3 separate regions of the Mus musculus genome follow, and all the other regions are linked to region 2. Evidence: chromatin contacts called from public Hi-C and HiChIP or PLAC-seq data. All regions are on one chromosome and are shown on one strand. Each heading gives the region's core, a stretch centred on a gene start, on an enhancer-like site or on the middle of the called end of the contact. The rest is flanking DNA. Distances are from core to core; before and after follow the strand shown.

What was found. A called contact is a pair of places that touch in the nucleus more often than the background predicts. HiChIP or PLAC-seq counts read pairs in DNA pulled down with a chosen protein or histone mark.
Region 1: an H3K27ac HiChIP or PLAC-seq map of the NIH/3T3 cell line shows a contact between it and region 2, with 2.9 times the contacts expected there. The contact joins two enhancer-like sites. A contact is called at or near these places in 2 of 15 datasets of contacts at CTCF or cohesin (both in the NIH/3T3 cell line), 3 of 484 Hi-C or Micro-C datasets (granulosa cells and uterus) and 2 of 115 datasets of contacts at active chromatin or transcription factors (the NIH/3T3 cell line and fibro-adipogenic progenitors).
Region 3: a contact with region 2 is called in a Hi-C map of uterus, with 2.6 times the contacts expected there. The contact joins two enhancer-like sites. A contact is called at or near these places in 9 of 484 Hi-C or Micro-C datasets (the N1E-115 cell line, brain, embryonic stem cells and 3 more) and 1 of 115 datasets of contacts at active chromatin or transcription factors (astrocytes).

What each region holds. Positions count from the first base shown.
Region 1 is chr3:152,027,957-152,031,118 of GRCm38.p6, forward strand. No RefSeq gene overlaps it. Among named protein-coding and RNA genes, the nearest start is that of Gm31739, 41 kb to the left of the region's middle. Within about 2 kb of position 1,400, at least 15 of the 459 cell types and tissues checked have an H3K27ac peak or open chromatin away from gene starts, as enhancers often do. A contact at or near this core is called in the NIH/3T3 cell line, where this site is marked.
Region 2 is chr3:151,889,656-151,893,102 of GRCm38.p6, forward strand. All of the region lies in intron 2 of Gm31596 (a long non-coding RNA gene), which reads right to left. Among named protein-coding and RNA genes, the nearest start is that of Gm31596, 21 kb to the right of the region's middle. Within about 2 kb of position 2,181, at least 120 of the 459 cell types and tissues checked have an H3K27ac peak or open chromatin away from gene starts, as enhancers often do. A contact at or near this core is called in the NIH/3T3 cell line and uterus, where this site is marked.
Region 3 is chr3:152,065,569-152,068,767 of GRCm38.p6, forward strand. No RefSeq gene overlaps it. Among named protein-coding and RNA genes, the nearest start is that of Gm31881, 17 kb to the right of the region's middle. Within about 2 kb of position 1,278, at least 10 of the 459 cell types and tissues checked have an H3K27ac peak or open chromatin away from gene starts, as enhancers often do. A contact at or near this core is called in uterus, where this site is marked.

The sequences.
Region 1 (3,162 bases), core at 150-2,649, 140 kb after region 2:
ATACACAAAAATAGTGGGGAAAGTGGAGGTAGGGGTTCAGGTTAAAAGACTATTTCAGTAACTCAGATCCCAGAGGCTGGACATTAAGAAAACATATACATTTCTTCCAGAGGACCTGAATTTCCACCCCAGCACTTATACTTAGCAGCCCACAATGGCCAGTAACTCCAGCTCCAGGGGATCTGATGCCTTGGTCCTCCATGGGCACTGGCATGCACATGCACTTATCTGCACAGAGACACACATACACACATAATTAATTCTAGAGAAGGTTAATAGGAAAAGGGATGTGGGTTTGTTTTAGAAGTGACCTTCTTTCTCCCTTACCTCTGGTCAGTGGGCTAGAGAAGAGGTTAAAGAGTTTGAGAATCCTAAATAAAGTAGGTTTTGAAAAATCTAAGCCTACAGTCGGTCAGTCTATCTGTCTATCCATCTCTCGCTCTTCTTCTTCTTCTTTTTTTTTTTTTTTTTTTTAACAGTACCCATTCTGAGCCATTCCACCCAGGGTGAGATGCTATCTTGTGATTTTTATTTATATTCTTCTGATTGGTAATGTTCTCTGTTTGCTCATGTACTTGTTGACAACTTGCATGTCTCTTCTGAGAGTTGTTCACACAAGTCACCAAAATAGAGACTCAACTAGAAACCCACAGATAAGCCAGGCTAGGACTAGTCCACAGTGACACATTCATGGAATTGTATGATGATATTATGTGCACCCATAGTGTGATTTAATTTTAGTCTCATCATATGCAAGAATCACAGTAAAATAACTAAAAACAAGATTTAGAAAGTCATTAAGAAATCCCACATTTTTCTAAGTCGTGCCAGTGATCTCAGTACTGAGGAGGTGGAGGCAAGAGAACTATGAAGTTCAAGGTCATCCTGCTCTATAAAGCAAGATGACAGGGAGAGGGAGGAAGGGAGGGAGAGAGGTCAGGAGAGGGCAGGAGATGGGAGGAAGGGAGGAGGAGGAAGGTAGCAGAGAGGGAGGAAAGAAGAGCCTTGTTTTACTAATATGCCTTTTGCAATCCTGTCCTTTCCTTATTCCCTGCCACTGTGCTATCATGTCTGACTTCAAAGCTGGGGGGCAGGGAGGGTCAATCCTCCTGCACCATGAGGCTGTTGCCCAGTCTTCCTTTCCTTTCTGAGAACTCCATCATGGCAAACAGCCTAGCATCCCCTCTATAAAAAGGAATCTTGGGAGGGAGGGAGAGGTTTGATTCACTTGGGCTGAGGAGGGATCGGTCACTGGGGGAGGGGCACCCCACACTGTCGCTTTTGTCGCATCACAAACACCTCTTGTAGTTTTGGTTTCCATCACGTTGTCATGAGGCTTTACAAGTCGGTGACTGTCCCTGTGTCACCTCCATTACTGTGATACAATCACTAACAAAAGTAACTCAGGGGAAAAAAAGGTTTACTGAACTCACAATTTGAGGTCACACTGCATGACTCAGTCACATCATATCTAAGGGCAAAGACAGAAATAATTCATGCCTGCCTGGTCCGCAGCTCATTCTCACTCTCCCTAGATAAGCCAGAGCCCAACCTAGGGTATGGTACCTCCCAAAGTGGGCTGGGTCTTCCCACAACAATTATCCTAATTAAGAAAAGTCCCTCCTAGGAATGCCCTAAGGCCAACCTGATGTACACATGCTCTACGAGGCTCTCTCATGCTGTGATTCTAGACTGTGGAAGGCCCATCATTAGAGCTAACCATCACAGTCACCAGGAGAAAAAGTGTGGAGGGAGGTGGAGATATGATTGTGCACAATTAGAGCAAGGCCATCTTCCCACTCTCTAATAGCCTAACCACAGACAGATGACCACACTGTGGTTATCTGCCCTGATAACACCCAGCCACAAACCAGCAAATGCAGGCAGAAGAGACTTCAAAAGAAGCAAACGAAGTGGCTGGCCCTGCCTAAAAAGGCACAACTCCTGTAAACAAATGTGCTCTGCTTTGAGCATGAGCCACTAAGCAATCCCAAGTAACTTGCTGCTGCGTTAGGTCACTCACCCATCAGTGGGGAATATTTTCATTCCAATCAAATAAGAAGCTAATGAAGCTATGTAAATAGTGGTTCCATCACACCACTAACCTGCTATGTTGGGGCCACTCTGAGCTCTTTTGTGGTAAGACTCAAAAGAAATAAAACCTAGAGTGGAAGATGGAAAAGAAGAGGCCCCAACCTTACTCCCTTCCTCAGCAATTTTATCGCCTCCAAGTCCTGAAGGAATGTGTTTCCCTCAGAGGTCTCATCTCACCTCTGCCACAGACTGAATTCAATCATCCCAAGTGCCTTCTTGCTACAACTCTCCACTACAGATTGCAAAAATCTAGGAAACTGGGATCTTCTTTTTTTTTTTTTTTTTTATGTTTTCTAGGTGCCTAGAAATGTTCTACCTAACAGTTAGGTAAGTGGGTGAGCACTCACAGAAAAGCTGGGGTTGTGATTCAGTGCTGCAGTATATTACATCCCAGAATGACTATATCTAAGTGATTTCCTATAACTTAGAGCCTGGGTAGTTCTCCAAAGATGCTATTTCTAAACAGCCAAAGGTTAAGTCATTTTGTTTCCTAGAAAAACAGTGGGGGTAAAACAGGAAGTCAGTGGCAAATTGGGAAGAAGAAGCTTTACCCATTCCTCAGCCATGTGTGGAAGAATATTCTCATATTATCTGACCTTTGATGGGGAACTTCCCAAACTGCCTCTAACTCCGTTCCATCCAGCAAACCTCTCTGAATCATTCAAGAGCCATGTTGGTGTGGGAAGTTATTGCAGCAATGTTTTTCTTAAATATTGCAAATGTTTCAACATCTCAGAGACGCTGCTCATGGCTTGAGTCTCCTGCATCTGAACATATAAAAATCCAACACCTGAAATTCTTTAGGTTAAGCAAAACAATTGAGCCATCTACGAACTCACCTGCATTTGGACCACCTACCAGTCTGGATAGATACGGGTTTGATGGCTCCCCAAGAAATTATTAAGAGTCCCCAGGTTCTGATCTAGAGAGATCTCCTTCCTTAACCACCTCTCACATGACCTTACACACCAAAACAGCTCAGAGACTCACGACAAGAGAATAAATGACTGCTGTCTGACCAGCCTAAAATGGGACAACATTCCTCCAAGGCTCAGAAATATTGTGACA
Region 2 (3,447 bases), core at 931-3,430:
AACTAACAAAGTTTGCTTTGGCGATTGCACATAAAGAAAAATTTCCTTTTTCTCAAGATTTTTTCAAGTAATCATGTAAAAAATGCATTGAACTATGCTTAAGGTCTAAATATATGTGACCTTTGAGTATAAGCTTATTCTTTCACCAACTGTAACCTTGTGACTTTCTGAGACTCTCGCACACAAGAGCAGGAGCCTTGTTTACAGTCAAAATAGAAGCTTCAACTTCTTGTGACCTGCTGCAGTGAGGATTCCTTGGACTCCTGTGACCTGTGTTTCATCAGACTTTAACCCTCTCCAGTGCCCCTAGCAACCAGCGTGAGCTCATTTATTACCACAGAAAAAGAAAGAGAAGTGTAGGGCAACGGGTGTAGGGGAATAAAGGGAGTGGGAGAAAACCCGCGTCCTGCCAGAGTTCCAGTGCTCTGGGCAGGCAGACGCGGAGAACTGGGGCATGCTTACCACATGGCTCCGGGTGGGTGTCTGACTGTGGGAAGCTATGGACCCAGCCCGAGCGGGTTGGACAAGAGGCAGTTCAAGGTCTCTGGGCCTTATAGAGACCAGAGATAACAGGTTTTCAGTCTCGGGCATCCCAGATGCCACTGGACACCATGGAAGAGCTGATAACAAAATGGGGGTGGCTACCAGGGGTGGCTCTGTAGTCCCCAGGGCCAAAGGGGAGAGAGGGGTGGTTCCCGCGCAGGCAAGAGTCCTTGGTCCCATCAGTGGCTGGAGCTCAGGAAGGTCTTCTGGCGGGAGGTTAGACGCAGCTCGTTAGGGGAAAGCTTATTCCATCATTCAAGTATGGAGGGCCGAGACAGTCTATGGTTTTAGAGCTTTATTGTAGAAAGGCAGGGAGAAAGAGAGAAGGTAGAAAGAGGAAGACCAGCCATGGCCACGTGGAGAGAAGGGGGGAAGGGAGGGAGAGAAGGATGGCTAGAGAAGAGAGTAAGAAAAGTGAGAGCTTAAAAAAAGAGAAGAGGGGCCAAGCAGCTCCTTTTATAGTGGGCTGGGCTACCTTGCTGTTGCCCGGCAACTATGGGGCAGAGCACACCTGGCTATAGTCAGGTAACTGTGAGGGTGGAGTCTAGCTAGAACGCTAGGAGCTTGGTGCTTTGTCTGCGTGACTGATAGTCACAGAATTATGGAGTTGGAAGCTCTGTGGTGTCAGGCATCTGTCTTGGGAATGTGGGTCAGTGGTTTGTCCCTTGTAGAGTTTTCTACTGGGTCTCCGGAGGAAGCCGCATTCATCCAAAACAGGCTGCCCACAGAGAAGAAAGGTCAAAGGAAAGGGGAAGACAATGATTTAAGAAACTTAGCAGTGTCAATTAACAGTTAGACAATGTTTTGTGAATCTTTTAAGAATGCCACCCACATCTTTGCTGTGTAATTCTCACTAAGTCTGTGTTCTCTCTCTCTCTCTCTCTCTCTCTCTCTCTCTCTCTCTCTCTCTCTCTCTCTCAACTCCTGTGCTTAAATCCATGACTGTCTTAGTAAACCCCAAAATTCCTCAAAAACAAAAAACAAACAAACAAAAAAAAACCAGTAAAATATTATCTCACTGTAGCCAGAATAGCTACAAAAGGATAAAAACTGTGTATCAATGAGGGTGTGAATAAAGGATCTTTGAACACTTTTGGTGGGAATGAAAATTTTTAGGGTAGGGGAAACTTTGAGAGCTCCAATGATGTCCTCCTCCTTAGAAACTCAGAGAGATGGGAAGACCTGCTGAGCAGTTACTGCTGCAAGAAATCCAAGCCTATCCTCTGTGAGGGCCAGGAGTTTCCATGGTAACAGAAACTAGTAAACCATGGTTTTCAAAGCAAAAGGTAAAAATTTCAAATTAATATGACTTGGTTGTGAATCTGTCGGTTCTTCAAGTTACATGAGGCCTTTAAGAGGAGAAAAGTTTCTTTCAGCTCTCAGAATTTCTTTTGAGGTTTTCGTTTTTCTCTCAATGTATTCAATTTAAGATACTTAGTATATTCCTAAAAGTGCATTCTTTTCAATCTCTTACCTAAATGCGTATAGATGAATCAATAATTCATCTGTTCCATACTAAGGGCTCATAGAGAAAAGAAAGAACACCCAAGTTCTTTTGCCTAGTCATTCTAATCAGCCCCAAAACCTCAGGCTGAGCCGGCTGAGCCAAGCACAGATCAATACAAATAAAACATCGCAAGAGGCTTGGCAGGGTTCCCTGGTGGTGCATGAATATTTTCCACTCAGCAAGGCCAGCCCCACCGCTGCTTGGCTGTTCCGACTCTCCTTGCAATCAAAGCCCAGCATCTGGAAACAATCACCGTCCTTCTCCAGCATGTTAGTCCTTAGAGGGCTCAAGAAAACAGACAAAATAAGAAGCCCCCAAAGATGTCTGAGTCACTTAGAAAATTAAGTTGTAAAAAGTACTCTTTCTTCCCTCTGCACTTGGAGTTAGGAAGCAGGGGCAGGCACCAGCTTGCTCAGAGAGTTGCCTTTTAGCATTCAGGTCTCATAAATCTTACAGACTTCTACTGACACTGGCAGTGTTAGGAACAGCCTCTCAGTTAATCATTAGACGTCAGCTTTAAGCAATGCCAAATGTTGCTGTGGGATCCTAAAGTCGTCATTGGCTCTAGGTTGTGGTAGCATCCATGCTAAGAAGCCCCGTGAAACAAAAAAAAGGGAACCAGAGCTCTGTGGTCCAATCAGAAAGACCTGGACTCTCAAGCCCAGCTCCACTATGTAGTAGTCTGGTCACTTTTAGATACTGGGTTCATTCATCTACAACAGAGGATGAAGGGGGATAGCTTGAAGGTGCTGGAAATGTCTCATGGATCGTTCTCAGTCCAGCCTAGCATCGGAGGCACAGTGTGTATTCAGTAAGTGCCCGTTGAATTAAAAACTTTACGTGTTTCAACATTTCAGGCAAAACAATACAAAGGAATGTTGAATAAAATGTTCAAGATGAAGCCATTAAGAATATCAACAGTAACCCCAGCTCAGGTCAGAAACTGTCACTTAGACAGAAGAAACCCATCCTAGCACAGGGCAGTGTCCCCTCAAGTCAATCACTGGAGTAATTGGATGACTGGGTTCTAAAGGATGAGGCCACCATACTCTTGGGTTACCTTTGTAGGCTCAAAATCACATACTCAGAATAATAGTACATCCTAGCTTTAAAAATGGGACCATCAACATTACTGGTGGGTCAATGACAGAAGTGGAGACATTTGTCAGACCAAATTCCTGGGGTAAAAAGCTAAAAGAGAATGGGCAAGAAAAATGGTAGAAAAATATAGCCAACATCAAGGAGCCCTCTTCAGGATTCATTGACAAGAACCAGAGAAAGCAGTACTGCTACCCTGGCCTTGTAGAGCAGAAATGATGGCTTCAGAGGCTGATGCTCTTACTTAACCCTGAAAGGACTTGTAGAGGAATCCTGTCAGTCAGGGTTCAGTCTAATAC
Region 3 (3,199 bases), core at 28-2,527, 180 kb after region 2:
ACTCATAGCTGCTTCACCTCCCCTCAGAAAAGAGCAGGTCTCCCAGGGACATCAACCAAACAGGGCATAAAACACGCTACAGTAAGACCAGGCGCATATTCTCACATCGAGGCTGGATGAGGCAACTCAGTAGGTGGAAAGAGGCCCCAGTGGCAGGCACAAAAGTCGGAGACAAACGCATCTCCCTCTATTAAAAATCCTACAAGAATACCAGCTACATGATCATAACATATACGCAGAAGACTGCCTGTCTGTGTACTAGATGCTGTCTGCGGAGATCTGTGGGGCTCTGGCCCCTCCAGAGCAGCCAAAGAGTTGTATTTTCCAAAGGGGAAGAGGAGTCAGTCTTACACTGCAGGACACTGTGCTGGTAGGTGAGGGTTGGAAGTGGGGAGATATCAGATGTAGGCCAGCTGTCTGCTGGGTCTTTTCAGCAGCTGCTACTCCAGAGGAGCCCGCTGAGAAGTTGAAAAGGCTCCAGGGGAGAGTATCTCTTGCCCAAAGTGTTACAGCTCTATACAGCAGACACTCAGACAGTCCTTGACAAAATAACGAGTACTTTATTCCTGTCGACAGGGTCTTATATACACTTTGGGGTGGATTGGGGTCTAAGAGCAGATGCTTTCTGTTGGCTTACCCCGAGATGTTAAGGATGCCTCATCTGCCTGTGCATGGTCACCGTCCTCTCCGTGGGGTGTCACAGTCATGTGTTCTAGCACAGAAATCTGGTCCAGAGTAGATGAAACACCTACCATATGCAGGTATGAGGGTCCCGGGGTTTCTGAATCCACTCGACCTTACCAAGTTGTCTGGCATGGTCCGCTGCACCACAGAGGACTTAGGTCAGACCCATACAGGCAGGAGCCCTGATCTCTGTGAGCCCGCTTGAGTCCTGGAAGATTGGTGTCCCACATGACTTCTAAAGTGGTGCTTCATGTACGCTGAAATATAAACAAAGTCCTCCATCTACATTGACCAATGTAGCGCCTACGGGTGTGTTCAGTTCACCGCTCATGCGCAAAATCCTCTTCTTCACAGGGAATGGTGCTAATACTTTAGATTGTGAAAACCAGGTTAGCTACCTTTCTTATGTGCCTATGTGTTGTGTATTAGATTCTTATGTATCTTACCAGCACACCTACCCGATTGGTTAAAAACAAAAAACAAAACCACATGAAACCATTGTCTCGTCCCTTTTGTCCAGATCGTCACTATCTCCTGAGATTTCGCTCCTCAGCATCTCTCAAAGCCACTCACGCCTGTCTCCATTTCAACCATATCGCCATCTTCTGGTTGTAGAAAGCTGCAATAATCGCCCCTCACAGTGGCCCTGCTCCCACTGTCGCTCCCTCAGTCCGTTCTGCAAAGCCAGGTGTTCTTTCTAGACTCTGTAGCTCTCCGTTCACCCTTGCTGAGCTCCGACAAGCCAGGGGCTGCTTGCCCCTCCCAAAACTGGTACTTCCCGAGGCTGTGTGTTCACATTCTCCCTCGCCTCTTGATGTAGCTGCTCCTTTGCTTCAGCCATTCACTATCTCTTCTTAACCTGGACTTAAAAGAAGACCCATCCCCCACGGGAACAGGCAGAGCTGCAGATCAGACCTTCCCAAAGAAGGGATGTCTTCCCCTAAAAGCCATTTTAGCGGGCAGCCCAGAGAGCTCAGACTCTGCAGGCAGACTGTAGTAGAGGCAGAGACCTGCCCCGAAACTCAACAAGTTATTTCTTGTGCCCTAAGAGGTCTGGATGAGGGCACAGATGCCACAGGGGCAGCACCTCCCCACAGAAATGAGGAGGGTGTCAGAGAAATGGGGGCTCACCCTCCCGGTGTCAGCAAGGCCGAGCGAATCTCCCTTCACGTACACTACTGTAGCTGGCCCGGTGTTCCCTTAAACAAGTTTCTAGAAGTGGGACAGAGTCGGAGCAAAGGGCAGCTCTGAGCCTTTTCATCCACGTTATCAATCAGCAGACAGCGCACAGATCTCCGTTCCCTACAGCAGTGGAGGAGGGCAGCCATTCCTTCACACTGGGCTGGGCTGACCGGGTTAGATGATGCCTCCTTATTGGTTCAGTTGGAATTCTGTACCATTGAGGTCAACGCGCTTTCCACATGGTGTGCCCACTCATACACTCCCTGGCTAGTTTTCTTTCTTCTTTTCTAACTCCTTTGATAATCACCCTAGCCCATTTTTCTAATGAGATTTTTCATCTATTCTTACTCGTTTATAAAATGCAAAAAAATACTTAAGCCATCCTCCTTCACCTCAGAATTATGGCACACAGGGCAGGAGTCAGACTCACAAGCTTAATGGCATGCATGATGCTAAAAGCAATTATTTCCATATTTATCCAAGCTTGTACTTAAAGCAAAAAAAGAAAAAAAAGAAAAAGAAAAAAAGAAAGAAAGAAAGAAAGAACTTCCTTGAAAAAAAGACAGAATTTTAGAGGGGGTCAGTGTGAACAGACCATGGAAATGTTAGCCTTAACATCTATTAGTACTAAATTTTAATCTTAATTTTTAAAAATTGAATGATTATTAATACAGAAATATGAAATTTTGTTACAGATATACTTTATTTAAGACATGTTGAAGGCATGGAGATCTGAAACTCATGAGAAAAAAAATCTGATCGTAATCTCTTGCCTTCTCTATCAAATGGAGCCACCATCAGAGAGAACTGGAGATAACTTTACCAAGCAAAGTAAGCCAGACCCAGACAGACAAGTGCTGTCCACTGTGGGATATAGTGAGAGCCCTCCACAGTCTCATGAATCAATTTTCACAATAAAATGCCCTGATATATCTGTGTATGTCTGTATATAACCTATTTGTTCTGTTTCTATGGAGAACCTGGGTAATATTGGGTTCATTTGTGGGGGAGACTAGGTAGTTAGCAATAGGATTTATATGATATCATCAAGACTGGGGAATTTGGGCGCTCTTCCAGGGGAAAGGGAGAAATGGAGAATGAGCATATTCTAGCCATGAGGAGAGGCAGGATAGGACACAACACAAAGAATATGTAGTCCAATTTGGCAGAAATATCATTAAAGGGAGATGCAAAGTGGAGGGAGACTGCAGTATAAAGGAAATAATAATATTTCAATAAATCAGTTGTTGCAAAGTTTTACTATAAAATTACACCAATTTTTGTGCTGATATGTGTGAAAGACATTGTCATATTCTTTTCTTTTCTTTTCCTT